2 separate regions of the Mus musculus genome follow, and region 2 is linked to region 1. A link is a contact called in public Hi-C data. All regions are on one chromosome and are shown on one strand. The core of a region is the stretch at or near the end of the contact, and the rest is flanking DNA. Distances in the headings are between cores, read along the strand shown. Region 1 has its middle 23 kb from the start of Rassf8. Region 2 overlaps Itpr2 (inositol 1,4,5-triphosphate receptor 2).

The links. Hi-C and Micro-C count contacts between places; a contact is called where the count stands out from the background.
Region 2: a Hi-C map of rod photoreceptor shows a contact between it and region 1, with 1.8 times the contacts expected there. The contact joins two enhancer-like sites. A contact is called at or near these places in 2 of 484 Hi-C or Micro-C datasets (bone marrow-derived macrophages and rod photoreceptor) and 1 of 9 other capture datasets (embryonic stem cells).

What each region holds. Positions count from the first base shown.
Region 1 is chr6:145,720,084-145,727,661 of GRCm38.p6, forward strand. No RefSeq gene overlaps it. Among named protein-coding and RNA genes, the nearest start is that of Rassf8, 23 kb to the right of the region's middle. Within about 2 kb of position 2,743, at least 24 of the 459 cell types and tissues checked have an H3K27ac peak or open chromatin away from gene starts, as enhancers often do. A contact at or near this core is called in rod photoreceptor, where this site is marked.
Region 2 is chr6:146,334,782-146,342,359 of GRCm38.p6, forward strand. The region is part of intron 26 of Itpr2 (inositol 1,4,5-triphosphate receptor 2); the gene reads right to left. Among named protein-coding and RNA genes, the nearest start is that of Gm35596, 120 kb to the left of the region's middle. Within about 2 kb of position 2,815, at least 5 of the 459 cell types and tissues checked have an H3K27ac peak or open chromatin away from gene starts, as enhancers often do. A contact at or near this core is called in rod photoreceptor, where this site is marked.

The DNA of each region.
Region 1 (7,578 bases), core at 1,493-3,992:
ATGTTTTAACGTAGTATTGTTTGTGTAATAATATAACTGTTTTTCCCGAAGGGCTTGAGTTGCTTGCACACAGCCCGGGTTATCAGAATGGAACACACAGACTTCCGCTGGGTGCATGGCAGGTTGGGATGGGGAGATGCAGCTTCCAGAAGAACGGAGTTCAGTTCCCAGCACTCAAAACTGCCTGTAGCTCTACTTCCAGGGGATCCGGAGGACCCATTGCCTTCTTCAGGCCTTGGGGACACACACACATGTAGCATACACACAGACACACAACACACAAACATATTATATATTTTTAAACTTTTCTCCTAAGGATTTGAAGCTAGAGAGGCTGCTCAGTGGTTAAAGAGTGCGTGTTGCTCTTACACAGGATCTGTGTTCGGTTCCCAGCACCCATGTGAAGACTAACAGCTGTCCCTAACTTCAATTCCAAGGATTTGATGACCTCTTCTGACCTCTACATAGTACAAACTAATACATACAAGCAAACCACCCCCACCCCCACAGACGCACAAAGTAAAATAACATTTTCAAACCACACTGTAAAGATAGTGAAGTAACACACATCACCCTCAGAAGGTCAAGGGCACAGCACAAGGTCCTAATGATGTTGGGTAGACACAGCGACGCCACAGTTAGAAAGGGACTCCCCAGAAGTCTCCTATGTGTGGGCTTGCTGCTCAGTTTTATGCTATGAGATCATGGGTGGGGCCTTTAAGGGGCGGGGCCTAGGGCATAGGTTTAGGTCACTGGGATCATGGCTCTGTGATTGGCTAGTAGAACCATGTAGGCTATAACCCCCCTGGCTATGCCTGTGTGGGCTTGTCTTGCTTAGGTTAACTGAGGTAAGAAGACCTATGGTAAAAACGTTGGTAGTGCCATTCCCCGTGCTTTGGGTCAGGGACAGAGTACAATGGAGAGAGCTGTTGATCAGGACTTCACTCCTTACTGTGGAATCAACGAGAGCAGCTGCTGCCTCAAGCTCCTGCGCTGTGGCTTCCTCACCATCGTGGGGTACCCGAGTAAAAGCCAAAATGAACCCTTTCTCTCTTGACGTTGCTTTGTCTGGGTATTTCATCCCAGCAACAGGAAAATTAACAACAACGATATCAACTTCCATGCACGTCCACATATGGAATTCATGGGCAAGCTTGGTTTCGCTTCTGGGTTCCTGGCAAGGGAATGCCAGAATTCAAATGTTCCCCTGTGAAAGGACATCAAAGTAACAAAAGTGTGACACAGATGTAAAACCCCATCAGCTGGATAAAATCGGTCAGCCCTGGAACTAAGCACAAAGTACTCATACTTGAATATGGAAGTGGTGATAGTTAATAGTGCAGTGTTGGAATACCAGCTCTTCCAGTGTAAAGAGCATTCACTGAGCTATCAGGAACTGAGTGATGGAGGTGGGGGGAGGCATCACACCCTGGAGCTCCCCAGACAGCAGCTGTACCATCACCAGTGCTGAGAGGCTCTGACCACTTGGGGACTGGATCTGAAACCTTTGATGGCCCATGGGTGGGACTATTAGAAAGACAAGCCTGTCAGGCCACATGGTCAATTTGAATGCAATGATTTTGCTCAGTTTCTTGTTTTCCTTTCTGAGTGCATCTGCATTTTTCTAAAGGCCAATAGGTGTGAGTATATAAAAACTAAACTGGCAGTGTTGGGAAGGTGGCTCAGTACTTACAATGCTTGTCGTGGAAGTGTGGTGGCCTGAGATTCACCTCAGCCTTCATATGAGCAGGTGCCTGTCATCTCAGGGCTGGGGAGGCAGAGACAGAGGGCTCCCTGAGGCTTGCTAGCAAGCCAGCCTAGCCTAGTGAGGAGGGGCTCAGGTCCCAGTCAGAAACCATGTCTGAACAAAAGCAATCCGGATGGCTCCTGAGGAATGATGCTCTCTGTTGATTCTAGCTTCCACATACTTATGTATGTGCACACGTGTACTCGTAAACACACACGCAACGGAAAGAATGTCTCATTAAACCCTCCCGCCCTCTGCTATAACATGTTCATAATGAAAGCAAAATTACCAGGAACTCACTCATGAACTTTATACCTAGAAGCCTCCCCTTGGGATATCGACCCCCAACTGCCTGCTAAACCATTGCCGAGGGCCAGTCTTGGAGGCAGCAGACACTTGCTCCTCAAAGCCACCATGCTTAAACACAGGAAGCTCTTTCACTGGCATCCTCCTTTCAGAGAAGCTTGTCGCGTGGTTGTTGTTTTTCAATCTTCTTTGGGTTTTGGAAGGAATCTCCTGATGTGTGCCAGGCTGGTCTGGGGAGAGCAATCCTCCTGTCTCCGATTCCTGTGTTAGGAGATTGCTTGCACATGCCACCATGCCCAGCATCATCTACTACTCCTAAGTCTGTGGTGGATTTCTTTCCGGAATCAGTTAAAACCAGCAAACTTTAGAACAGAGTAATCTACATTTCATCTACCTACAAGGAGGGGATGTTTATTCCTGGTCCTGGCTAGCTCTTTTATCTGGAAGCGTCAATACAATGCTCTTGGCCTCTTTAATCCTTTACAGAGTCTGTGTAGCTCGACCTTGCTTGTGTGCTTGAAAAAAACGGTTCAGCAAAGCCCATATTCATGTTATCTCTTCCACATGTTATAAGCAGGCCACTGCAGCAAGAGGCCTGTGTGTGTCCATCTGGCCAGGACAGAAGGATGAGTGTGCCCCCTTCTGAGACGCAATACTAATAAGCTCATAGTCGCTGTATCCTAAGCCACATTATCCCTCCAGTCGCAATCAGCCACAAGCACCGTGTCTCCATCTCCAGCTGTCTTACTCCTGTCTCTCTCATAAGCAGCTTACAACTCAGGGACTCGTTTTTGGCCTGTTGACCTTGAACTGTTACTCAACTACAGGCCTCATTTCTACTTCCATCTGTCAGGTCTTTCAGCATCTTCGTTTCTCTTTGGGGTGTTACTATTTTATCGGTGTTGAGACTGAAGCTGCAGCGGGGAAGTTGCTTTTCCACTCTGCTATTTTAATTTAGCAAAACATCATTTACCTTCATTCCTTCCTTTCTGTGATTCCTTCCAGGAAGCTACCATGGCAGTTTTAATTGTTAAGACTCACTCTAGAATCATCGGAAAAAAGAGTATCAGTGAGAGATCTTCCAATCAGTCTTGCCTGTGGGCGTGTCTGTCGGAGATGCCTTGATTCCTCAACTGAGGTGGGAGGACTCAGTCTAGAAGTGAGAGGCAACGTTCCCCGGGGGTTTGCATGAAAAAAGAGAATTAGTTGAGCACACATTCCTTCTCTCTCTCTGAGCATGACTGTGGATGTCACGTGACCAGCTGCTTCTTGCTCCAGCCCCCTTGACTTCCCTCACTGAGGACCATGACCTAGAACTAAGTCTCCCCTAAGTCGCCTCCTATGGGGTACTTTATCAGAGCAACAGGACCATACTAGGACAGTTGGTCGCTTTCTTCTTCCTCCCATCACCTCCTCAACACTTTCTTACTCATCCTTCCGCCTCCAGAAATTGCCCCAATGAATGACTCTTCAAACGCTCACAAGATCAGCAGCATCAGTGACTTCAGGGCAAGAAACTCTCAGCCTCCACCCTAGCTCTCACTGCGTCAGGAACTCTGGAGGCGGAAGCCAGCAATCTGAGGTTCTGAGCCCTCCAGGGCACTCTGACACACAGTTTTGAGAACCATAGCCCTAACTCATGCAGCTCCGGGGCTTCTGTCTGCAAGATGTTTATCCTCTTCTGTGATGACCTGTTTATTAGGCACATCCTTAGTTGCTTCATGAGTCTAGATCGCCATCCAAAAGAGTAGCTATTAGACCCTTAAAGGATTTACAATGAGGGTCTATGAGTCTCTTCTTTACAACTTTTTATCACTACCTAATAGTTTGGCAACTTCGTTTTAATTCAATTTAATAGGTGTTTTTGTTTTTGTTTTTGTTTTTGCTTGGTACAACCCAAGCAGCTCATGTATAACACAAGCCACTCATGGACCTGCATGTCTTAGTGTTTTGTTCTTAATGAATAAATAGATATTTCATCACAGGATACTATAGGTCACACTAATAAAAAATTGTTTTCACAGCACTTATTTTCTAACAATTTAAAAGGCATTGACTGAGTCAATTACCCTAAGTTGTCATCCAGTTTGTTGCCGTAGGAGAGCTGGTATTTTTGTCATGAGGAACAGGAAATTAATTACTTTCTGGACTGTAGTGGCTATTCCTGGTTGTCAACTTGACTATATTTGGAATGAACTACAATCCAGAATTGGAAGGCTCACCAGTGACCCTAATCTGGAGGCTGGGAGATAGAAGTTTCTGATCTGGATCTTGGTATGGAGATCTTGAGGCATAGTGGCTATGGATTTCAGAAGATTAAGACAAATTGGTACCAGCATAGTGGGGTATTCCTGTGACAGCCTGACCATGTTTTGGGGAGGACTGTGGAAGGACTTTGGAACTTTGGGCTTGAAGATCCACTCGTTGTTAAGAGCTCTGTCAAATGTTATGTAGGAGGTTGGAAGATAATGTTGAGAACAGTGCAGAAGATGGAGGCCTGGCTTGTGAAATTTCAGAGGGAAGATTAAAGACTTTTTTCAGGGCCATTGCTAGTATGATTGTGAAGATTCTGTGGTTCTGGTTAGCTGGGGCTGAAGAATCAGCTGTGATTAACAAGATAGCAGAACTACTAAAGCAAAAACTTTGCATTACTGGGACTATTGATGCTGGTTAGCCGGAGCTAAGAAATTATAGTGATTAAGAAGAGACCAGCATCATTGAGGTGACATCTTCTGGGAAGTGGTTTCTGAGAGCACAGAGGCTGTGTTCCAGAGATAGCCAAGGTTGTATCTTGTGCTGTGGCTGGACTTGGTAATGTGTAAGAGTTACCCAGGTGGTACTGGTTTTGAAGGCATGAAGGGGTCACGCAGAGCAACTGAGGCTCGGCACTGTGAGAGGCCATGGAAGGCCACTGGTGAAGATGCAGCCTCAGTTGCAATTGATGGCCCAGGACTGAAGGGGTCATGCAAAGGAGTTGAGGCTTAGCACCATGAAGAGAGACTTGACACAGGATGGGGTTATCACAGAGAAAGGAGCTTCAGTTGGGGAAATGCCTCCATGAGATCCAGCTGTGGGGTATTTTCTCAATTAGTGATCAAGGGGGAAAGGCCCTTTGTGGGTGGGACCATCTCTGGGCTGGTAGTCTTGAGTTCTATAAGAGAGCAGGCTAAGCAAGCCAGGGGAAGCAAGCCAGTAAAGAACATCCCTCCATGGCCTCTGCATCAGCTCCTGCTTCCTGACCTGCTTGAGTTCCAGTCCTGACTTCCTTGGTGATGAACAGCAGTATGGAAGTGTAAGCTGAATAAACCCTTTCCTCCCCAACTTGCTTCTTGGTCATGATGTTTGTGCAGGAATAGAAACCCTGACTAAGACATGGACTTTTTGCTTAATCTCTGAAAGAAATATGTAGGAGCAGTAACAGTGAGGAGCCTGGGGTGACAGGCAGGAGGCAGGATGGAAAAAAAAAATCTGAGAAAACAAAGATTTTTTATTTTGTCATGTCAAATAAATCCAATATATAAACATTTGTATTTTTCCTACCTGTTCATACACCACTAAACATTACCCAGATATTTCCAATAATTAAATAGTTCTGGTATTATTATCTACTTTTTATTGTTCTCCCAACACTAAAAATTAATTTTCAAATCAGCAAAGTTGGTAGATATTCATGGCTCAACTATGATCTCATAACAAACGGGTCATGTTTGGGGCAATGTCACTCTCTGCCATTCAGGATGGGGCACCTCAGGGAAGGCGGGGGTGGGGGGGAGGGCAGAATAAGTCACTCCCTCGAGTTGTAATGAAAAGCATTCAGTTTTTATGAGTTAGTCGGAGGCGTGTTCTCCAGGGAGTGTTTCAGCACTGTTAGGCATCCACTCTGTTTCCCTGAGAGGAAGGGAACCAGAGCTGGTGAACTAAAGTCAGTGAGATGAGTCATCGCTTAGCTCCATTCCAAAGGCTCGCTCAGTTTCAACTCAACCTCTCAGGTTGTGTACCAGTCCCGGGCAAAGACATCTCTGTGTGGTCTGTCCCCAGTGATCAAACTCAGACATGACTTGTCTGTTCTCTGACATCTCTCGATCTGCTTCCTCAGACGAAGACCGGTCCCTTGTATTAATACTCTAAATGATGGTGGGTGATGACAGTTGTCCTTCTTCCTGATTTTCTGATACTTAATTCTAAGTATCAGTAGACTGGATTAACCAACACCTGGAATAATAGTGAGCTATGCCTCTGGTAGTGTCTGAGAGATTGTTCCCAGAGAGGATTAACTGAGGGGGGGCTAGGATTTGGGGCTGAATTAAAGGAGTACAGTGGAAAATCAGCTGAGCACCCACCTTCGTCTCTCTGGGCTTCCTGTTCTGTAGACCTGCCTGTAAGGAGCTCCACCCACACTCTCTCCACCATGGACCTTTGGCCGCCTCACTTTTCTCACCAGAATGGACTGTATCCCAGAGAACCGTGAGCCCAAGTAACCCCTCACCCCAACCCTTAGCCCTTAAGTTTCTTCTTGTCAGGCATGTGGTCAGCACAAGAAAGGTAACGACTGGGTGGTACCGGCACTGATGTCTAACGTCTGTATTTTCTCACAGGAATGGCACACTGGCCTCATTTGATGTTTTTGCTCTTTCTCTAATCCTAACTACACACATTTTACCAGGTCCAGGCTCCAGGAAAGGTTAAGAACACCTTCAGGCTTCCTTTAACTTTCCTTGAGTTTTCTGTGTTAATTCCAGCCCTCAATCATCTCAGGTTTCTTTGCCTCCTCCACAGGTACCATTTCCCTTTGAAAGCCTGCAAATCTTCCCGAGGACTCCAGAGCAGTAGTTTTCAATCTGTGAATCCAGACCCCTTTGGGTCAAACCACCTGTTCACAGGGGTCGCCTAAGACCATAGAAAACACAGACATTTCCATTATGATTAATAACAGAAGCAGAGTAACAGTTACACAGTAGCAATGGCAATGTGCAGGCTACCACACAGGAGGCGCTGTATTAAGGAGTTGCAGTGCTGGGAAGGCTGAGACCGACTTCTCTAGACCCTGTTCCCTAGCTTCACACGGATTGGTCTTGGGCTAAGACTCCTGGCAAGTCCCATTCTCTCCCTACCTTCTTTATTCCACGCATGTGACCACTTTGCCATTTAGTGTCCATCCCTTCCTGTATCTCTCCTCCCTGAGTTTCTGTGTAACCTCACCCTTTCTTTCTTCTACAGCTTCAGAGGCACCTGGATTTCTTTTGTAATCAGTTTACTCTCCCCATCAGCCCCTCCTAACCCCTCCCCCACTCCCTCATCAGCCCCTCCCCACCGCTCCCTCACTCCCCCACACACACACCCTCTCCCCCAACCCTCCCTGCCACACCCATTTGCTCCATCTGTTTTCATCTCTGTCCTTTGAAGGCTTTTCCTGCAAATACTCTGCGATGGAACAAACAAACAAACAAACAAACAGAAAGCAAATAGGCCAACTGCACGGGTTTTGCAATCCCATAGAGTAGGCTTCATGAGTGCTTGTATTTTTA
Region 2 (7,578 bases), core at 1,565-4,064, 610 kb after region 1:
ACACATCAGGGTTACTATCTGTTCCTCACTTGTTCACAAGCCATGCCTTGTGTCGCTCTTTATTTGAGCCTAGACCTTTGTTTCTACCCTGTAAACTCAAGAAGAGAACTCTCTCCTTATATGGTTCTGAGATTGTGCCCAAGATAGAACATCAGAGAACTGCTGTGTCTGTTTGTCTGCCTGCTTCCATTGCTTCTGGGCTTCCAGGGTGGATGGCCTTTTCAGGGCATAAAAGGCATCAAATGGTACCGCCTACAGGAAGTTCTGTCATAAACCTAATTGTCACAAGGCCTGTTAATTCAAACCAAGAGACTCACAAACACACATACACATGTGTACACATGCACACGCATGAATACACACACATGAGTGTGCACACACACATGCACACACATGAATACACACACACATGCGTGTGCACACACACACGGGTGTGCACACACACACATACACCTTTCTGAGGAGGCAAATATAGCTCTACAAAAATATAAGATAAAAATAATAATGACAAAAATCACGTGGTTTTGGGTTTCTTCAAGGCTGTTCTAGGGCCTTCCGTGATGTTATCAATGTTGAACACCTTGCAGACACCCCGACAATTCAACTAATGCTTCATCTGCTCAAGGGAGCTACAAGATTTACATTCAAAGTTCATGAGGCGCCATCACCGTGAACAGCTGGGAACTGGATCTCTGCCTTCAAGGTGGGATTTGGTTATGATTGTAGGAGTGATCCTATTTGTCTTTGAATCGTATGTGTTCGATAACTATCTTAACATTATCTCATCCTGTATATAGTCAGCTCACCCTAAAATGCTTCTTCACAGCCTACCCTTTTCTACCTGCATTCCCTGATGGTCTCCAGAGGTTGAAAGCCAACAGAGTGGAGACTCTAAACTCATTTCAACCCAACTTCAGGCCAAGGCAGCTGGATCAATCCAGTGTCAACTGGGTGGTCTTAGGGTTTCAGATCTTGATACTGTAAAGAAGCTCATTAAATATTAACAAGTCTGGGGTCACTTGGACGACCCCTCCATCAGCAGCTTGTAAAACCACAAGACTGTGTGGATACCTCAGAACAGGACCTGAGTCATGCCTCTGGCCCAGAAAGGAGCTATGACATCCTGAAGTACCCAGAAGGTCATTACTAGATAACTATCTAACCCTAGCTCCAAGATCCCTATACCATACAAGATTAGTGTACAGCTGGGGGCTTTCTAAGAAAGAATAAAGACATACCCGCTCACAGAGTTAAACCAAGCAGACCCCTGAAACAAAACAAAGCATGCAAGGAAAACTGTCTGTTCTAGAAACTTAGGAATGGTGCAATGCCTGCCTTCGATGTCGATGTCAATGTCGATGGACCCTCTGGCTCCAGCCCTGTCACACCTTGAAAGCAGACTGTGCTGTACAATGAGTTCTGTCTCTCTTCTGTGCTGAAGGACATCTGTACATCAAAGCATTCACAGAGCTGAGTAATAACACACCCGGTAAGATTGTCTGAGGTTGCTGCAAGATTGTACAATGTGTTATAGATGGAATAAAAGTGGTCAGGGTCACCCCCACAGTATCCCTGACATGCCTAAGACCAGCTCTCTGAGGAGGGGGAACTATAAGCCAAGCATCAGCAAGACAAAGTGAGGCCTCTTCCTCTAAAGGCCAACAGAGACATGCTGTATCCCCTGCTGGACACAGAGCAGGTCTAATTCCCAAGGAACTGCTCTTTCATCCTCACAGAAACTCTATAACTGACACGTTGGCAGTGGGCTGTCTCTGTAAAGATGCCCAGACTGTGCCCTACAGCAAGTACTGCCTCTGGGAGTTTTCCGATAGACCAGCAATGGGATCTGTAGAAAACAGGATTGTCCTGTTCAGGCACAAGCCACTGGTTCCTTACAAGGCTGGGTTAGTTTAAAGAGCCCTGGAAGAGAGGAGCAGGTACCCACACAGTCTCAGCCCCTTGTCTAGACAACAGAGTCCCAAAGGGTATTGTTCAGTTCATTCCATTCCTGCTCCACGTGTCCACTAGAAGAACCACAACAAAAGATCTTTAAGCCAAAGAAAAGACATGGATACACACTGGGTGAGTATTAAGAAGACCCAACTAGAAAGCTTGACAAAAGAAAATATTGCTCTTAGTCCAAAACAAGGTAGATACGTAAATATCAGACTTAAAGTTACTGAATGGTTAAGCAGTTTTATTATGAAAAGCTGTAAGTCAAGATCAACAGCATATCTATAATCCCAGAAATGGGAAGGCAGAGACAGCACACATACATGTACACACACATACACACACAAATACATGTACACATATACACACATACGCACATGCACACACAGAAACACATACATGCATACATTCACATGGTTGTACACATACACACACACAGAACCACATACATGTACACATAACTACACAGTTGTACACATACATACAAAGATATTTTAAATTACAAGAAAACACTGAAAACTACACACTTGCGTAGAAAGAAGCAGGTAAAAACGGAGAAGCAAACTGATGTGATAACTGTAATAATAAAATGAATGGAGCAGGGCCTTCTCTCTGGAGCACTGACATGTTCAGGTGACCTGCTTCTCAGGCTAAATAAAGAGAAGGGTGTGCAGAAAGGACAATCCTGCCTTAACCCACTCAGCCACACCTTCCTTGCTTAATCTCTCTTTCTAAATTTAGACACCGTATTTGAAGGTGATGAATTAGAGACTATGCTGATGCTGCTGACACTGCGTGCTTAGCCCCTAGCCCACTGACCTTCGAAATGATGGAATTTCCATGGCCCCTGAAGACACATCTGCACACAGGGAGCACGGTGTACAGACACAGGCGTGAACCCTGCCCCCGCCTCTGTGATCGTTAGAGATCAGCGCCAGCAGTGGGGTCATCTGGAGTCCTCTTCTGAACATTGATGCTCCCAAGGACATAAAGCTAAAGCACTTCGTATTTTTGCCTATGGTGACTCCTCCCGATTCTTTTTTGTTTAAATTATGTTGGAATCTTTTGCTTATCTAATGGAGGATGGAGAGCCATTTCCAACTAGGAAAGTTCACTTTTACCTGTGTTAAACTTCACTTTGAAGAGAAGTTGCACTAGTTTTTATCAGATTGAAAAAAGGGATAAACATCTTTCAAAAATTAGTATATTCAACCTAAATCACAAAGAAAAACACTAATGTGCCATATAAGGTTTTATTTTAAATGAAATATTTCCCCTCGAGCCCTTAAAGAGTCTGTGTTGTCAACATGCAAACGAGAAAACTAAACTTTGAGCATAAAAGTAAGAGAGTGGATATTTTTACATAAAAAAAAAAATCAAAGAAAATGTTTTTAAACTTTCACGATATTGAAGGCATTTTTTTAAATTACATAAATGAAGCCCAGGATTCACGGTATGTGTCCCATAATTTCTACACAGCTGAAAGCTGGATTGCTCAGAGCAATACCAAAGGCCATGTTTAGAGCCTCCGTGAAACTCCCAGAGACACAAAGGATTATGTCCACGGCCTGGTCTAGTGTGTGCTGCTGCTAGACACTTCGCCTGACACCGGGATGGATTCCATCCATTTGTCACCACTGCACTCGGCTGCTGGTTCCCTCACAATGAAGCTCATTCACCTATGTATAAGTTAGCACTGGCGTTTCTCACATTCCTTCTTCATCTCCTGAAATTACCTCATTATAGACAGACCCTTCTGGTTTCTCTGTCCACCTGTTTACCTGTTTCTCTCACCCCCAACCCCCACCACCCTCATGCATTCACAAATTCACACCTGATCGTGTACAAAGGGCTCTTGGACGCCTCCCACAGTGGCCCTGCTTCTTCTGAAACATTCTGGATTCTGCCAAATGGAACACTCACTCCTTCCTTGAAACTCTTCAGGGTCTCCCAGCTTCCAGCCATTTCTAGTACAAACTCTTACTCCTGTTGCTATTAGTGTTGGCTACATTAGTGACTATCCTTCAGAACAAGCCTGTGCTGTGTGCTTGGGCTTTGTACATTGTTGCAGAGCAGAAGCCATGTCTGAAATATCAGACTGGAGTCCAGACATCAAACTTTAGCAATGGAAATGAGGAAGTCCTATGAATACCAAGTAGTGAGCATGCAGATTCCATACTACACGAGGCAGAGAGTTGGAAAGGACTCTACTCCAGAGAAACAACCACTAGTTAAGAACAAGAGGCTCAGCTGTAGCCCACACGGGTCATCTCCAACATCAGTGCAGATACCAGGGGACGAATACAGGGGCTGGAAACACAGAGTCGCTGACTGTCTTTGACAACTGCCAGGTAGAATGCGACGAGCCCCTTCTAGACAACATCCAAAGGTGACTGATAAAATATTTAAGATGCTTCTTTTCAACAGGAACTCAGAAAACATGAAAGTTCATAAAAATTTCAGGACAGAAATTCACTGGTGTTCACTGGTGCCCCTTAGGAACTTAGGCTATGCTGGCAACCTACATTCTGAGTTCTAATATTAGGGGTAGGCACCTACAGAGAGAGAGGAGATAGGGAGACGGAGGGAGGGAGGAAAGGAAGGAGAGAGAGAGGGGGAGATGGAGAGTTGGGGAGGAGGAGATAGAGAGGGAGAGGGGCCAAGTCTAGTAGCCAAGAAAGATCAAAGTTCTGGCCAGAAACCACAAATCTACAAACATCACACAGTGAGTTAGGGAAGACACAGCCCACTGGACAGACAAAGGTACATAGATAGCTTGGCTTTCACTCTGGCCATGGCCTAAGGGTCTCAAACCCCTGTACACAAAGAAAAGCCCACTCCTGGGATCTAGGACTAGGATTTCCATTAATAAAGAGGCCCCCAAAATCCCAAACCAAAAATCTATATTTAGTGTGACTACAAAATAGAATGTCCTCCAGACTAAATTCAGGCCTCAGAAGAATTCCACACAGAATGTACCTTCGTAATAACAACACCCGCACTAAAAGCCTGAATGAAGATACCTCAGGAGCTTCTGCAGAGACAGCTGAAAACAGGCCTTCCCCAAAAAGGACATGCCCCGCCCCCTCCATCTCCTCAGTGAGGGTGTGGATGGAGGGATACACAACCAGAAGCCATTATCAAGGACTCCAATCTACAGGCTAGAGTGACCACCCGGAAGGCAGGTGTAATGTTAGCTTTGTAGCGCAGGACCCAGCAAAGGTCAGCATATAAACCCTTGTCTCAAGGCCGGCATGCAGATAGAGGTCTCTGAAGGCTCAGACCAACAGCGCCCCCTGGCAACAGGCTGGAGCAGCTACAATTCCCCCAAGCAGGAAAGCACCCTCTTCAACCCACAGAAGGATATCAATGCATGCCGACTCAGAATCGGTCATCTAACAGCTCCGACATCTCGTAACCACAGAGATGTCCTTAGCCGAGTATGTGCTCAGAGAGCTACTCACAAGAGCATCTCTTCTGGTACCACAGACACCGGGCACACATGTGGTACACACCCATACACGTAGGCAAAAGGCACATAAACATTTAAAATATATATATTAAAAAGATAAAAAAAATTAAAAATTAGAAAAGCAACTCCCAACTACCTCACTCTGGAAGCAAATGCGCAGAATCTCAGGTAGACATGAACCTGAACATTTAAAAGCTATAAAGCCTGGTGAAAACCGCCAGGCAAATGTGGGGGGGAAATCGGTTTTCAGTTATGAAAAAGTACCATGGCTGGAGTTAAATTTTCAGCTGGGTGTTATAAACTCCAAATAAGATGTGGGTGAGACAAACAAGTTTGAGTTTAAATAAAGTATAAAGTGTTAACTGTGAGGTCACAGGCTTGAGGAAAAAGAAAATGAAATCTAACATACATATGTACACTGACATCGCACCAACAGAAATACTAGTAAGGCATAATATATACTTAGCTGGCGTTTCAATATTAAGACACAACTGCACGCAGCGAACCTCTTCATAGCCACAGCGGGAGCCAGAGGATAAAGAATAACATCCACTGCTCCCCACCCACCCAGATGACTGGTCTGGCTAGCCAGCTTGCTCAAGCGCTCCCCATCTCTGCCTTCTGATGCTGGAATTACAGCCCCCCCACCCCCATAGGTTCTAAACATCCAAAGTCCTGGCATCCAAACTCCTGTGCGGCAAAGATGTTAACGGCCGAGCCATCTCTACAGCCCATCCTCATTATCTGGTACACCTGAGCAAACAGAACCTCATTCCCTTCCCAAACAGAACTTAGCTTTAACAAAAAAAATAAAAGTAATTAACCAATTAATTAATTAATTGACCTTCTGAAACACCTAATGGAATCAAAATAACAACGGTCACGGTTGTCATGCATGCCAACAGTAACCGGGACGGGAGGTTTGGCAACTCTCACACACTGTTGGAAGAAAAGACTTGATCTGCAGAAAATGACTGGTGTGAGCCAGGACACAGCACATGGGATGCTTGGCTCCTAAGTGCATCCCTGAAGCACCTCTTGAATGGGCTCAAGAGGAAGAAGCTGCCCAAGCTGCCACAGTAATGCTGCTTTTAATAGCAAAGTTCTTAAAATATCAGTCCATGACCAGCTCACTAAAACGCCATGTCTGACAATGCACCAATGCAGATTAGAGCTCTGGTGAATTAATTATTGCCATATTCAACAAGGATGGGAGACAGCAGACCCAGAAGAGCCTGGGGGAGGTATTTCCCCTGTATTTCTTGTGTTTTATTAATACATACTACACATAGGAGAGAACTATTAAGCTAGGAAGTTAACAAACTTGTGGGATTTTATTCGGGGTACAGAAAGACCACAAGGCTTTCACAACTGTAGGGTTCTATTTCTTAAGATACACACTGTTCAAATTTGATCCTTACTGCTATGATAAAATGTTCTGACCACATGCAGCGTAAGTGGTAATGGGTTTATGCAGGCCACAATCCAGGCCACAGGGCATCATGGAGGGAACCGTGGAAGAATGCTGCCTGCTGGCTCCTTTCACAGGCACATCCTGAGCTGGCTTCCTTTTATAGCCCAGGACCACCTGCCCAGGAATCCTGTCACCCACACTGGGCTATGTCCCCTACATCAATGAACAATCAAGACGGTTTCCCATAGACATGTCCATAGGCCAGCCCGATGGGGCAGTCCCTCAGTCAGGGTTCCTTCTTGCCAGATGACTCTAGCTTGTGTCAAGTAGGAAACAAATACAAAGACAGTGGGCTAGCTTAGTACACTGGCTTAGTGGTAAAATGTGTCCAGGCTTTGGACAGGCACTAGCAAGAACTCCTAGGATAGCTTCCCTCATCTCTAAGCAGGAGACTCAGAAACACCTGTTCATTCTAGGTGGTGCTGTGCACAGATAATGACACTGGAATGCTGTTGCTAGGATACGAGCAGGAGATGGAGCAGCTCAGAAGTAAGCCCACTGGTCCATGATGACAAAACCAAAGCAAGTGAGGGGCTGGAGGTTTGGCTCAACAGTTAAGAGCATTTGTTGCTCTTAGGATCTGAGTTCAGTTCCCAGCGCCCACATTGGGTAGCTCACAACTGCCTGTGACCCCAGCTGTGGGGGCTCCAACGCCCTCTTCTGGACTCCACAAGCACCC